2 separate regions of the Gossypium hirsutum genome follow, and region 2 is linked to region 1. A link is a contact called in public Hi-C data. All regions are on one chromosome and are shown on one strand. The core of a region is the stretch at or near the end of the contact, and the rest is flanking DNA. Distances in the headings are between cores, read along the strand shown.

The links. A called contact is a pair of places that touch in the nucleus more often than the background predicts.
Region 2: a contact with region 1 is called in a Hi-C map of leaf, with 1.8 times the contacts expected there. The contact joins the promoter of LOC107928781 here to the promoter of LOC107920268 in region 1. A contact is called at or near these places in 3 of 34 Hi-C or Micro-C datasets (leaf and petal).

Annotation. Positions count from the first base shown.
Region 1 is chrA08:75,178,230-75,186,115 of Gossypium_hirsutum_v2.1, reverse strand. It overlaps LOC107920268 (ethylene-responsive transcription factor CRF2), which reads right to left and starts at 3,266. Exons shown (of 1, transcript XM_016849921.2): 1 at 1,041-3,266. The coding sequence starts at 2,351. The coding sequence ends at 1,347.
Region 2 is chrA08:75,572,193-75,580,078 of Gossypium_hirsutum_v2.1, reverse strand. It overlaps LOC107928781 (mitochondrial adenine nucleotide transporter ADNT1), which reads left to right and starts at 2,975. Exons shown (of 9, transcript XM_016860046.2): 1 at 2,975-3,440; 2 at 4,569-4,617; 3 at 4,875-5,038; 4 at 5,139-5,176; 5 at 5,609-5,721; 6 at 5,848-5,961; 7 at 6,247-6,490; 8 at 6,493-6,590; 9 at 6,671-7,103. The coding sequence starts at 3,283. The coding sequence ends at 6,754.

The sequences.
Region 1 (7,886 bases), core at 2,017-4,516:
ATGACATTTGTTTGTACTGCTCCATTTTATGGTTGGACCACAATTTGATGATACATTTCATCAGTCAAAGCATTGAAAACTGTTTCAAGGCTCAATGTGTTGGATTATGGGGTGAGTGTGTGTGTTTGATTAAAAGCCCACATGATGATCAAGTGTTGAGTAATGATGCCCAGTTTTTGCCCAAAAAATGATGATCAACTTTGATTTGCTAAATTTCACCCACAGACAAAACACTAGGAGAAAGGGACCCAGATCTTGAAATGCCATATGGCGAAGGGGGTCTCTCTCATCATTTTCTATCAAAGTCTCAAACTGTAATACTTAAACCGCCCATCTTTCTTTCCGCCTCTACTGTGTGTAAATTCGTCCCCTATTTGTTCCACCTTCATGTCTCAAAGCGGTCAAATTCTAGTGTAGGAGATGAAATTGAAGTCACACTATATGATTTATATCGCTATAGCTATAAAATGGAATGAAAAATAATAATTAAGTAACATTTTGTATACTTGCTTACAAGTAAAACTATGTAGTCCGATATTGAGACATACTACAACTCAAAAAAATTTGAAGCCCATTGGGTCCGATGCATTCGACTTGGTGAATGATAGAGTTTTAAGGTTCAGACCCTAAACCAACAGGGAACACTAGAATTAGGAAAAGAAAAAATGTTTAGACAATGAATATAAAAAAAAAAACATGGTTAGCTCATAGCCCATTACTTGAACATCTTTGAAAGGTGCTTGTACTGTCTACCTAGTGGTACACCAAGGTCAACAATTCAGTAGGACAAAATTATATATGTATATATGGAACTTACTTTGTAATTCATGAATCCACCACATTCCATGCACATATTTAAATCAGATTTAGAATAAATTATTATTATAGGACAAGTTATAATGTAATAATTAAATTATCAAAAGAAATCTAATATGTTTCTAATCGTTTTTATTTTTTAACACACTATCAAAATTTGTACAATCTAATATATTTATGTAGTTTGACACCACGTGTGCACTGCAGATAATAAGAATCTAAAGTAGGGTAAAAAACCTTTTACCATGTTATTAAGAAAAAAATATAAAATAAAACAACTTAGCCTTTTGAAATGTTCTTATCACGTGCCTTCACGAAAACAAACATATAAGCATGATCCAGCATAAAACACGTACCCAAACTCGTCCGTCACCGTTACTGTGACGGAGATGTTTAATATTCTTAACTTCACTCATTAACAATATTAATTAAACAAAAAGAAGAAAAAAATTGCCGATATTTTCAGTTCCCGCCGATGCAAAACTTGCCGTAAAACTGGCATTACACGAGAAAAAGGAAGGACCACTCCCTCAAATGGCTAAAAGAGGATCTGCCCCGAACAAATCCCCGATATCTTGGAAGTGATCATCGACATGTTGCCAACTGGAGAAACCTCCACCAAATTCGAACTCGAAATCCTCACACGAACTAAAAAATCCATTATCTAAATCATCTTTCAAAAAACTCGTATCGTCGTCGAACAAATCCGGTACTGAACTAAATATGTCACTTGGAATAGAGAATGGGTTGCTGGAGAAATCCGACACGTGTTCTCTGGATATGCAGCAAGAATCCTCCCGAGGTTCGCTCTCGATTTCTCGAGATTCTTTGACGCTTTGCGACGAATCGACTTCGTCGGTCGAAAGCGAAGGACAACGAAGAATGGAGGTTGGGGAGCAAAGATTGGTGGTGGTGGTGTGGGATTCTTCCATGGAGTTGTACTCTGAGCTGGATAACGGCTTTTGGCTGTTTTTGTCTTGCAGTGATTTTTGCTGGGGAGTGGTAAAGTTAGTGAGCGCGTCGGGACCACGCAGCTGAATAGCCGCGTTGTCGTACACCATTGCTGCTTCTTCGGCGGTGTCATAGGTACCCAACCATAAACGTACACGCCTTAGCGGGTCCCTGATCTCAGCCGCCCATTTTCCCCAAGGCCGTTGCCTTACTCCTCTGAATTTCTTCCCGGCTGGTAATACCTTAGCCGAGGACGCTTTTGCTACAGCAACAGCCGCCGGCCTTTTTCTAGAATTCCTGGACAAAGTCGACGATTTACTTCTGAAAGCAGCGTCGTTCTGGGCAGGACATGATGATGAACCGATAGTTATCTCGTTCACGAATTTCTTGACTCTTCGGGTTGTTTGTTCTTCGTCTTCGTCGCTGGAGGAATCAGTAGCGTCAGCATCAGTAACTGATATCCGAACAATTCGAGGCTTCATTTCTGGTTGGTTTTCGACTTTGACATTTAACAGTGGTGAAAGGAGCTTGGTTTGATTGCGATGTTCTGTGTATTTGATTGAAGAAACAGAACAATGATCCATTCTTTTTTTTTCGATTTTGCCTTTGTATATGCAGGTTTTCAACTTCTATTACTTGGTCTCATTGAGAGAGAGTGGGAAGGGGAGTCAAATAAAAGCGGAGGGAAAAGAAGGGATTCCTTTGAGACTTGACACCAGGAGAATAAAGGGCTAAAAAGGAAAGCTGAACAATGAACACGTTAATGAGAAGCTGGAAATGAAGAGAAGCCCACCATTAATCTGTTAAAAGTTTTACTCAAAAAGTACTTAAGAGCACGAGAAATTTCAAGGAAAGTTATCCCCAAAAAAACGATAGTGCGCTTAAACAAGCAGTACGGAAAGCACCCCGATGGCAAAAACCAGTAGTGGGAGAACGGAGCGAAGAAAAAGAAGAAAAGAAAGAAAACTGTAGGTAAAAGTTGCAGAGGATAAAAGAAAAAGGGAAGATGCCGCGAGCAAAAAAAAACCACTAGACAGTGCCTTTTCTTAGTCACTTGACAGAGCACAGACTTGCTATTTTGGGTAACTTTCAAAACCAAACCCTAAAAGAAACTAAGAACACAAATTGCTTTCTGATGATATACAGTACTTTCTCCAGGAAACATAAAGAAAAAGAAAATTCTTAAAAGAAAGAAAGGGAAACGGAAAAGAAAAAGGAAAAGGGAAAAGAACGCAAAGAGGAGTGAAGAATAGCTCTTTTGATAGATAAGAGAGTAAAAAGACAGAAAAAATGAAGCAGAGATTTGAGGCATATACCGAAAGTTGAGCTATTTTATAGGACCAGCCGTAATTTGCTCAAGGTTAAAATGCCATATATTTTTATTTATTTATTCATTTTTTTAAAAAAGTTGTTAGAGAAAGGGCGGGGACATATCGGCGATAATGAGATTCCGGCTGAAAACAGAAAGATCCAACGGGAGGGTGAACCGGGGGGAATGCTGACTAGGTGTCTAGGTGTTGTCCAAAAAAGATTTAATCTTGAAATCAGAGATTCAGGTCACGTGACACCAGACACTCGGGTCAGTCCACTCCTCTCCCTTTGACTAAAATTAGAACCGGTAGTTAATGATTAACACCCACTCCTACCTTTAATTGCCTCCATAATTCCTTAGTTAATCTTCCGTTTTTTTACCTTGTATAGGCATTTTCGTCATTTTATGACTGCCAGAGTTGGTTAGATTACAGCTGCTGCAGACCAAGCAGTTATACAGCTGGTAAATTTTACTACAACTGAGACTAACGTGGTGCTATTTTTTTAACCTTTTTATTTAATGACCACGCTGTGGTGTGTAGGGAGGGTATTTTTTCGAATGTATTCAAGCACAGTGTGAGGTTGAAACGTGTCTAGTATTTATTATTATTTCTTTGAGTAGCCCCGAGTTTTGATTGGCTCCAACAACTTGTTCTGCCGACAGTAAATATTAGCCGTCAGATGAAACATAGGGTCAATTTATCTAATTAGCAACGTATCATTTAATAGGATAAATTTGACTAAGCTAATTAAACTATTAATAAGTTTATGTTTTGGTTACTCAATTTTAAAAAATTATAAAATGGTTATTGAACTATGTAAAAGTTTTCATTTAAGTAATTGGACTATTAAAATCGTTGCCATATAGCATTTTATGTTTGCATTACCTGCATCAATCGAAATCTCTCATTTTCCTTCTCTTTCACAGTTTATTTTTTTTATGGAACAATTTTAAACATTACGAATCTGTGAATAAAATCCAAACAATATTATTCCTTGATCTATGACCCTAACTGTCAAATCTACTTAGATCTAGCATATATTTTTCTACTCTTTGATGGGTACTAATTTATCATACCGATTGTCAAATCGCCACTTGTAGCTTGCTAGCCGGACTTTAAAAAGGATTAAAGCTCAATAACTTAAATAAAATTTTTTGAATAGTTAAGTGACATAAATGAATTTTTTTGAATAGTTTAATGACTATTTTGTAACTTTTTAAAATTGAGTGATCAAAAGTAAACTTACAAATAATTTAATAGTCTTAGATATAATTAAACCCTAAAAAATAACAACAATATTTGGTGTTTTTACGGTATAGATTTAACGTACAACTTTTTAATTAGATCACGCGATGATGAATCACATTTTCCTTTTTCTTCTTTTTATCGGTTAGGAGAATTTAAGGTAAATAAAGACAGGAATTTACTGAGTTTCTCAATTTGTTAGGGACAGTTACTTATTTGAACGTTGTTTTCTCGTGTTCTTTTCTCTTTATTTGAATGAGAAATTTAGATGAGTTTCTATACGCTAATATATATATGCCGAAAAGAAAATAATTTGAGAAAGTATGCTGAAACTTTCGAAATTTATCGATCTACGCTATTTTAAAAAAAAAAAAAGGAAAAGCGTGTTTTATAAAGTGTGTTTTCATTGTCGTGTCAATAAAAACGCGTTTTACAAAACATTCTTTCACCAAAAATTGACAAATTAAGTTTTTTGTTAAGTGGTTAAGTGTTAGTATTTTTAACTTAAGTCTTGGGTTCAATTCCTCTCCTGCTAACACTTTGTAGTTTTTATTTCATGTTGTTTAAAGTTTTTTTAATTAATATTTTTAACACATTAACTCCTTTAATTAGATGGCTAGATAATTTTAATCTTATCTTTGAGGCCTAAGTTCAATTCTTCTTATAAACATTTTAATATGTATTTTTTAATGTTGTTTCAAGCTTTTTTTTAATTAGTGTTTATAATTAATAAATATATTGTTTTTAAGTTTTTATTTTTAATTCATATTTTTAATTAATAATTATTTTATTTATAAAATAAAATAATTATTGCAAATATTGAATCCCATTTGATGGCCTGATGATCAAGGATGTTTATCACCTCAAGTGTGGTTTGAGTTCAAGTCATATTTGTTGCATTGGTTATTCAGGCTTTGCTCTGTTATTGTAAATCATCAAAAAAATTTATTGCAAATATAATTAGTTTTTAGTAAATATATTTTTTATATGTGTAATATTTATTTTTCAATCCACATAATGAGAGTAGTAAATTGACATATTATATATTTTTGTATGTGTATTTGAAATATTGCACATATAAAAAAATTTGAAATATCATACTCACAATGTAGATGAAAAACAATGATATTTGAAATATTATTTGATATTATAATATTAGAAATCACTATACCCTCACAATATAGGTGGAGAAAAGAAATATTTTACATATAAATATTATATATAAAGAAGAATATATCTAAAGAATTAGTTGATGTTTTTAAAAAATAATTAAATATTTATTATTTGATTTTATAAATAAAATAGTTATTAATTAAAAATAAAAAACTTGAAAACTGTTATAAAATAGAGATGAAGAGAATAAAGAAAATATGAAAGCAATAACGAATATATTTTATTGATCAAAGGGATGATTACAATGCTTCATTAAAGTCTCTATTTATAGGTATAAGAAGTATAAAAGAAGTAGATATCTAATTCTAATAACTATTAGAATTTAAAGTATATTAAAACTTTATCTTGATCATGATGGACATGGACATCCACTTAATAAGATATTCATAACACTCCCCATTGGATGTCCATTGGTAAATAATGTGTCTCATTAAAACCTTATTAAGAAAAACCCTGTGGGATAAAACCCTAATAAAGGAAAAATAGTACACAATCTATAATACACATAATATGTTATCTCATTAAAAATCTTACCAAGAAAAACTCAATGGGATAAAACCTTGGTTAAGGGAAAAAGAGAGCAACGCGTATTTACTCCCCCTCATGAAAACATCACATATTTCTCATATTCTACGTATTCAATCTTGAATACTAGTTTTTCAAATGACTATTTGAATATATTTGCTAAGCATTTATATTACCATTCTTTTGAAAATCATGAGTGAGGGAAAATTTTGAGAAAATATATTTTGATTTGTAACAACCCAAAGTTTAAGAGTATCAGAAAAATGTACTTTTGGGTTATTAATTTCCGTAAAATGAATTCATAAATATTTATTAGAAATATTTACGAAGTTAGGAGTATAGTTAATTAGATTTTGGCTAAGTAAATTAGCTTGAATTAAGACTAATTTAGTGAAAAGACTAGATTAAATAAATGGTAAAAGTTGAATTGTGGAATAGAGAAAAGTCAAAGGACTAAATTAGTAAATAAACCATATGGGGACAAATGTGTAGTATAAAATTTATACATTTGTAATAATTGTATTTATATATATTAACTTATACTTTAAGTATAAGATATTTATTAATTATAATATATTATATTAACTATTAATTAATTAAAACATAAAAGAAATAAAAGAATAAAATAAAGAAACAAAAGAAAGAGAACAGAGAAGGTGGAATGAAATACGGAAGAAAAAGAAAGGAGAAAAAGAAAAAGGGAAAATTAGGGTTTTGAAGCTTAAAGTTTAATTTGGTAAGTCAATTTAGTCCTTTTCTTGCAATTTTGATGTTTTTGGAGTCCTAAAGACAAATATTACTTGATGTAAGTGGAAATTTTGAAAGTTAGATGATTTTTAGACATGGGTTATGTTGAACAAATCATTGAAATAGGGATTTAATTGAATGAATTTCAAGTTAGAATTGATTAAGGGATTAAATTGTAAAGGAAGCTATAAGTTTTATGTTTAAGGGTTTAAATTGAAAGAAATTGAGATTAGGGTTTTACTATGAACATTGATGGATAAGGTGAATGTGATAGGAAGATTGAATAGATTTGAAGTGTAAATTGAGTAGTAAAAATAAAAATCAATGAATTAGTTTGGATCAAATTGAAATTGAGGTTTGAATTGAATAGAAAATTCAATTAGTTATTGTAAATTGTTAATGTATTAATAGTATAAATTGTTTAATTTCCGTAGCTAATGTAGTACCGGAGACATCGACGAAGAAAAGAAAAGAGAAGGTTGACGAAGAGTAATTCGAAAACTACGGTTTGTATTTCTATAAACCGAACTTAATAGTTATTTACTGTATTATTTATTATTTAAATTACATGAAAAATGAAAATGAGGTAAGTATTGTTAAGTTACTGTATCGATTTGAAATGTGAAATTTTAAATTGAAAAGTAATTGAAAAACCCTATTAACAGTGTCGGGCTATTCGGATATAATTGGCATGACATAGGATTGGAAGTGTTCAGGGATATTCAACCTTGAGTCGATAAGGCACCTCGTGTGTCGTACTGTTACTGTTTCGGATTAAATTTCGATGAGGTATTCTGTACTGTATTGTTACTGTTACTGTTACTGTTACTGTTATTTTCCGGCTTTGGCCGATGAAGCACTATGTGCTATACTGGTGTGTGGGTTGAATACGTGTGTCCGTCCAGGTCTGAGTTATGTTAATAGGGGTAAACTACTGTACTGAAGATTGAATGGTACCGACTGAACTGAAAATCTTACTGGTTTTGATTCTAATGATATATGTTTTATAAAATAAAGAGAATTGATTGAATATTCTTGATATGTTTATTTATTAAAATCTATGGTTTAAATATAGATTTAAATTTAAGTATTGGTTTATAGAAATACCACTGAGTG
Region 2 (7,886 bases), core at 1,726-4,225, 390 kb before region 1:
AATACTCAAGGTGGCGGTTCTCCTTGCACCATAAAAGATGAAAATGACTTCAAATTGCTTGATTAAAGGTTAAAATTGTTAGATTTTTTATATTTAAGATCAAATTGATTGATTTGATAAACAGTAGAGATTAAATTTGTTATTGGACCAATAAAAAAAGTCAATATCAACTTCTATCACTCATTTAGTGATAACTAATGAGAGAGTGATTAAAATATTTAATTTTAAAAAATTTAATTATTAAACTAACAAATAATATTTAAATAACTAAAATAAAACAAAAAAATATAATTGGTAAAGTCAACCCTTAAAAAATTAATTACGAATGTAGTAAATAATTATTAATTTAAATATGAAAATATTAAATGTAGAAAAATTTGAAAAATCGTTGTCATAACTACATCCACAACGCACAAGAATCTAAAAAGAGGGTGGTACAGTTGAATTTTTAAGCAAGGACCGCCCCCACCCCCCCCCCCCCAAAAAATATATATATATGTGGATGAAAATGGCACTATCCTAACCTACTCTTTATTTAACATCCATGAAATTCTCCCTTTCTCTTTACTCTATACTCATCACTATGATGTTCTTCAGGTTCTGCCTTAGCCTTTAACTATGTGCTCGAAATTCACTATCATCAAAATTTGTGGACCTCACCCCTTCCATCAAACTAGCCACAGCTTTTGCTTATAAAGAGAGGGCGAAAGCAAAAATATGATATGAATAATTTCTATCATCTATTTACACTTCTATACTTGTTATATATATGGCTATCACACATACCCATATGAAAATTATATACTAAAAATATAGAAAAGTGTCTAAAAATAACATACAATAAATAATAAAAATAAAATTTGAAATTAATTAATAATAACACATGAAATATATGTAATATTAAAATAAATAATATATTAAATTATAAGTAAAATGAAATTTAAACACGTAATACATCATATTAAGAATTCTAAATGTAGTACAATTATTTATCATTATATTATCATCAATCTCGAGTTAGTGTCAAATTGATTTATGATACCAGCTCAATCAATAACATTATCAATATATGCAATTGGAGGTAATAAAGTATGCATAATAAAATTAAACTGTATAAAAAATAAAAATAAAATTTAATACAATTGGCATGAATTCAAATCCCAACATAAGCATATTTTTTTATTGTTTTTTAATTAAAAAACTTAAACACCGTCAAATAATATAACTTACTTTAAATAAGAGAAGGCATTTTTGTAATTTCACAACCTAAATCAAGGGCTTAAATAATATTATAAAATAAATATTTTTGGCTAAGTTAGTGTCACCCATAATCGAGTCCCAACTCAGTTATTAAATTATCAGAATGTTATAATTTTGATAAAACAACTCATATTAATTTGAGAGCATTTTTATATTTTTTTTATGTGAACTTCTAATGATATTTAAACATGAGACACCCATAACATTTATTTTCTTAATTTTACCATTTCAACCAAAGTGTTATTTGGTTTTAAATAAATATATTATATAAAACTTTTCACTAAGTTTATGTCTTGAATTAACTAAATAACAACTCAATTAAAAAAAATCTAAAATAGCATTTTAACAAACAACAAATATTTATTTCAAAGGTGTTTATGTATTTTTTTAATAATTTACAAATACAATTTTGAACCTTAGGCTTTAATAAAGAAAAATTCAACCAATACTCTAAAATAATATTAATCTTTTTATATAGTGCTTATAAGTACTCATAACTTTTTTTAATATTTAAATAGAAAAATAAACACATTTTAGCTTATGTCCTCTATAATAGCAACAATGTAAATGACAACCGAGTTAAGACTCATTCAACTCAAAAAATATATTTTCCTTTTAATTAGAAATAAATTTATAAATATATATATTTTAAAAAATTCTTGTGATATAATCTAATAAGTAATAAACTCAATTAGTAAAATAACAAAAGTTTATGTGCATTAGTATTCTATTATCAACGAAAATTGAAAAGATAAAATTATTACATGTTTTAAAAAAATAAAATTAACTATAAAGCGCATGACAATTTCTTTAATTTATATTATATTTAAAAATTTGATATTATAAATCAAAATGATTAAAATATTTTTATATTTAAAAAATAACAAATACTTTTTATATTTTTATATAAAATTTATATGTAAAAATTTTAAATCAACTCTAGCTAAAATTTTATCCACATTTATCATAATTTAATTTTATTAAAAACTGTTATAAGTGCGAGTTAAAACGTTACATTGCGAAGTGCCAAATGACAAATGACAAATCGCAAATTGATTTATTTATTTGTAATTTATGAAATATTGAAATTTGATTACTAAAACTTGATATTAATGGAAAGGATATTTTGGATTTAGGTTATATTTAGGAAAATCATCCAAACATAGCAGTGCGATACGCAATATTTACTTAATGGAATAGAATGAGTTTAGGAAATCGTAATCTACTTCTGCCCTAAAATATTTAGCTTCTTACTCTTACCAAAATTCGTTAAAAGCTTAACTAAAAGGAATTTATATTTTTGGCAAACTTGTAAATTCGAATTAAATACTATCTTGAAAAAATAATTGCCAATAACGTATCATTTTTTCTTACTATAATTATATTAAATTCCAAAACTTTAAATTAATAAAAATCATTAAACAAGGTAAGATTCTTAATTAAAGGGTAACTCACAATTCTATTTTATAAGAAAAAGTAAGTTTTTTCGTTATTTAATGTACAATTTTAAAGATTCCAAACCAAGTATACTTGTGTATATGTTTGTATTATTATATTTTTATAATTCCTTGTATCAAAACAAAATCTTATAATTTACTGTAATATTACACTTCAAATTTATATCATATTCATATTAATTTTGGTGATTTATTTTTTAATCTTATTAATTAAAAATATATATATATATTTTTTGTTTGTTTGTTTTGAGAGGAAACGAGGGTTAGTTGTAGAGTGAAAAGAGAGGGTATTCTGGATATGGAAATTTCATTTATCTCCGCCAAGTTCCAGCAGTTATATATTTTTCTACAAGTACCCTTTTCTTTGTTTTTCTATCAACTTAGCCAATGCTTGCTCACTTTCACTCATTCCCCTAATCACTGCAAACAGGATCTCTTCTTCTTCTCCGATCACCGGTGTCTGCTCAGCGCCATATTTTGATCGGATAAGTTACGGTTCCAACGTTATATCTCTGTCTGAATTGCTTTTTTCCTCTCTTTTTTTTTAAATTTTATTTCCCAAAAAATGGCGTCTGAGGATGTGAAAAGAAGCGAGTCTGCGGTCTCGACGATCGTGAATCTGGCGGAAGAAGCGAAGATAGCTAGCGAAGGAGTTAAGGCGCCGAGCCATGCGTTGCTTAGTATTTGCAAGTCTCTTGTTGCTGGTGGTGTCGCCGGTGGAGTGTAAGTCCCTTTCTTTCTTAAGATCCGCTCTTTGCCTTTCCTTTTCTTTTTTTTTAATCTTCGACTAGTTTGATCGTGTTTTTTTGTTTCCTCCGATAATTTTTTGGTCCTTTAAGTTAATTCATCTATTTTTTTTTTGAAAACTTTCTTTTTCCTTCTTGTTTTTGCTTGTTCAACTCAGTATCATAATTTTCCGCTTTTAGAAAAATAATGTAACCTTTTTTTTTATATAAACTCAGTTACTTTTTCTGGAAAGCAGTGATTTTCTTAACAGGACTTGTTAACTTTGAAATTGGAAAATCGAAGTATGCTTCTTTTTCCTCTATTATGTTGAATCCAAGAAAATATGTATTTTTGGTTAAAATTTAATCACTCTTTATTTTTTTATGATGAAAATGTTCTTCAATATGTTTAATTCTCTGTTTTATGAATCTTTTACTATTGATACTCTAATTATGTAAAATATTGAATTGGGGTCTCTTCTTCTTTTGGTATTTGTGAATAAGGGATGATAACCATGTAAAGGTCACTGTTTGGTATTTATTGGTAATGATGTGGAAATTCTTGGAGATGCAAAATGGTTTTTTAAAGTAACAGTTACTTTGTCACTGAATTAACGTACGTTGATTCTTCAGGGGAAAAAAAGGCCTTTTTCATCATTTAGGATTTTAATAGGTTGTGAGGTGTTTTCAATATGGTTTCTCTCTGTTTGTATATTTCCACTCCCAGTAAGAGGCATGGTCGTTAAAATTCAGGGATATTGACTATGGTGCCATTTGATGCTTGGAGAAATTTGATGGTTACTTTTGTGGCCTTGCTGGTAGTTCACTGGAGGGCCTGAGGGATGGTTGACTCTTTTGATGTTGATAAATGAAGAATATATTCATTCCATTTTCTAAACCCTTTGCTTGCAACTTTTGTTGTCCTAAAGATGGTGGGAATGGTACGGAAGATCTGAGGATGAAATATTACCCTGTTGCCCTTTGGATGCTTTTTTTCATTTGACCTGATTGCACCTTCTGCTATGGTCATGGAATACTTTTGTATCTATATTGTATTATTATAATGTTTGACTTTCCATTTCCATTGCCAGCTTGCTTTACTTAGTGTATGTTGTATCTATTTCAGGTCACGTAGTGCTGTTGCTCCCCTAGAAAGATTAAAAATTTTACTTCAGGTAGTTTATGTTATCATCATCATTTGGTCCTTATCCATTAAGTTCTCATTTTTTGCAATGCTATAGTTTATAGCCAATGCCTCCTTGTTCTTCCTAGTGAAAGTTCAACATATTTTCTATTCTCAATTTTGTTACTGCTGGTGATAATCAGAGCTTTAACTACATTGTATATGTCCTAGAGTATTTCTATTATAGAGTAGCTGTTTCCATTTTTTTACAGCCTGTAGATTGACAGGATTTTCTTTCCGAGCCTGCAGGTTCAGAATCCTCATAGTATAAAATACAATGGAACAATCCAGGGTTTGAAATACATATGGAGAACTGAGGGTTTCAGGGGAATGTTTAAAGGAAATGGTACTAATTGTGCTCGCATCATTCCTAACTCAGCAGTGAAGTTTTTCAGCTACGAAGAAGCCTCTAAGTAAGCCTTGGCAGTTCCTTTCTTCACTATTAACCTTCAGTTATTACCACAGTACAAAGTTTGAACTAATCTCTTCCTTTTTGCTTCTTTCTAAATACAGGGGGATTTTATACCTATATCGGCAGCAATCAGGAAATGGTATGCCTTTATAATAGCACTATACTTGTAAATATTCTTGAGATTTGAAGCTGATTGTTACTATTCAATTTCATTTACTGTTGTGCAATTATTGAGGCAAAGAAGTACTGTACTGTTAGTGAACTTTGTGTATTGAATAACTAATTTTGTGTTATAAGAAATAAGTTCACTGGATGTTATTGACAAAGACTGTGCATCCCTTTCTGTCTGCATGTGGTACCTGTAATGTTGATGATCTTGTATTAGTTACCATGATGCTATTGTCTTTCTTAAACTAATTCATGTTTTCTCTGCCAAACATTGGTGCTGAATGGGGAAATAAATGGAATTTGTTATATGGCCCTGATTGGCAGAAGATGAGTTGCCTTTTCAGTGGTTATGGATGTTGTGCTTACCTACTTGTTACTTTATTGATTTTACCTTATCTTACAGAGGATGCACAATTCACTCCACTTCTACGCCTTGGAGCTGGTGCATGTGCTGGAATCATTGCCATGTCAGCAACTTATCCAATGGATATGGTACGAGGTCGTCTAACAGTTCAGGTATTTGTTTTGAGTTTCTGTTACCTTAATTGATATGACTTACGTCAGATAACTCTCATGCCTGAAGATACAGGCCTGCCTCTTGTTATCACTTTGGTGGCTAATGTTCATGTGTTATATTTGCAGACTGAGAAGTCGCCTCGCCAATATAGAGGAATCTTTCATGCTCTTTTAACAGTATTAAGGGAAGAAGGACCCCGTGCATTGTACAAAGGCTGGTTACCATCTGTAATAGGAGTTGTAAGTAAAACTCTTATGGCGTTGAAACCTGCACTCTTTAATTTCTATTGCACTTCAGGAATCTGCATTCAGATAGACGTAGACATCTGCTAGGATGATGCGTTCTGTTTCTAGCCCTTCCTAAATTTCTGCTTATGTGTTGGGTTCGTTATTGCACATAGCTGTTCATTGGCAAACAATGGTCTATTCCCTTTCACTTTGCATCTGTTTTGGCCTTCAATAAGGGAAGAATCATCTCCTTATGTTTGTATGCAAAGGCCTAAATGACTTTTATGATGTTTATAGGTACCTTACGTCGGTCTTAATTTTGCTGTTTATGAATCTCTGAAAGATTGGCTGATCAAAAGGAAACCCCTTGGGCTAGTTGAGGACTCTGAACTGGGTGTCACAACAAGGCTTGCATGTGGAGCTGCTGCTGGAACCATTGGCCAGACGGTTGCTTACCCTCTTGATGTCATTCGACGCAGAATGCAGATGGTGGGCTGGAAGGATGCTGCTTCAGTTGTCACCGGTGATGGGAAGAACAAGGCCCCATTGAATATAATGGTATGGTTGATACATTCAGGAAAACAGTGCGCTATGAAGGTTTTGGAGCATTATACAAGGGTTTGGTTCCGAATTCAGTGAAGGTTAGGCTAACATCTTAGTCTCTGCAATCAACTTCTCTATACCCAACAGCATAATAAATGCTCTTCCCATCCCATTTTAGGTGGTTCCATCTATAGCAATTGCATTTGTCACGTACGAGTTGGTGAAGGATGTACTTGGAGTTGAGTTAAGGATATCTGACTGAAGGAACTCCCAAGAGCTTGGTCAATCTTTTGTGTTCATTTTGATGAGCAAGAATTATTTTGCTTTTAAAGGAAAGGTAGGAGGATATTTAGAGCTCACTTTTAGTATTTTTTTAATGTCTTCCTTATAGCTATTGTCTTCTTTGCTCTTAGGTTTTCAGTTTTCATATTCATATATGCTTTTGCCAATAAGTATTTTTTGGGAGGTTATCAGAAAATAGTATATTCATTAGGAAATGATGCAGCCGATACACATTCTGATAGATTTCGCTTTTAGTGAACTTAAAATGTTCTGTTGCCAAGTTATATTCATGATTATTCTAATAAATACATGCAACAAATTAAACATTACCTTAGGATGTTTTTATATCAATAGCTCAACTTGATTGGAAAGGAACATATGAAAAGTGATACATAATGCAAATCTAGAATGAACATAATAATGAAATGAAATATATCTAGGACTTCCTCTAGGTTGTTGCCCTTTTGGACCCTGACAGTTTTAGAGATTATTTCCTTTAGGTCATCACATACGGTAGTATTAAATCCACATGCACAACTGCCTAATGGCGTCCCTCCTCTTCTCTTAGACCCAGTATGCTTGATCCTTCTCTTTCTTAGCCAGCCATCTCTAAGAATTCCACCTTCACCAAATGCTTGATGGCTTTCAGCAGATTATTTTTCTCTTCTTCCTTATTTTCCTTAATATAGCTTCTCAACTCTTGCAATTTATATTCTTATTCTACCTGATGTTCTCTCTTGCAATGTAGATTCTTATTCTATCTGATGCTTTAGTTGCTCAATCAAATTAGTCATTTCATTCATCAGCTGCTTCTTTTCACTCTGTCCCTTTGACCCAACACTTAGCAATCCTTAGTTCTTTCGATGTTTCTTCAACATGGTGGTCGTAGTTTCCATAGCCATGTTCAAATTTACGGATGACAGCTTTCACATTCTCTGAGATATCAATGATCATCCTGGAATGGGTGTTTTGATCTTTTCTTCAATCATTTTTTGTTCTTCAAGGAACTTTGCTTCTGCTTTTTTGAGGCTCTCTTCATTCTCTGTGAACAGCTGTTCTGTGACTTGAAGCTTTTGGTTTGACAAGCAGAGCTTAACTTCAATTGTGTGAAC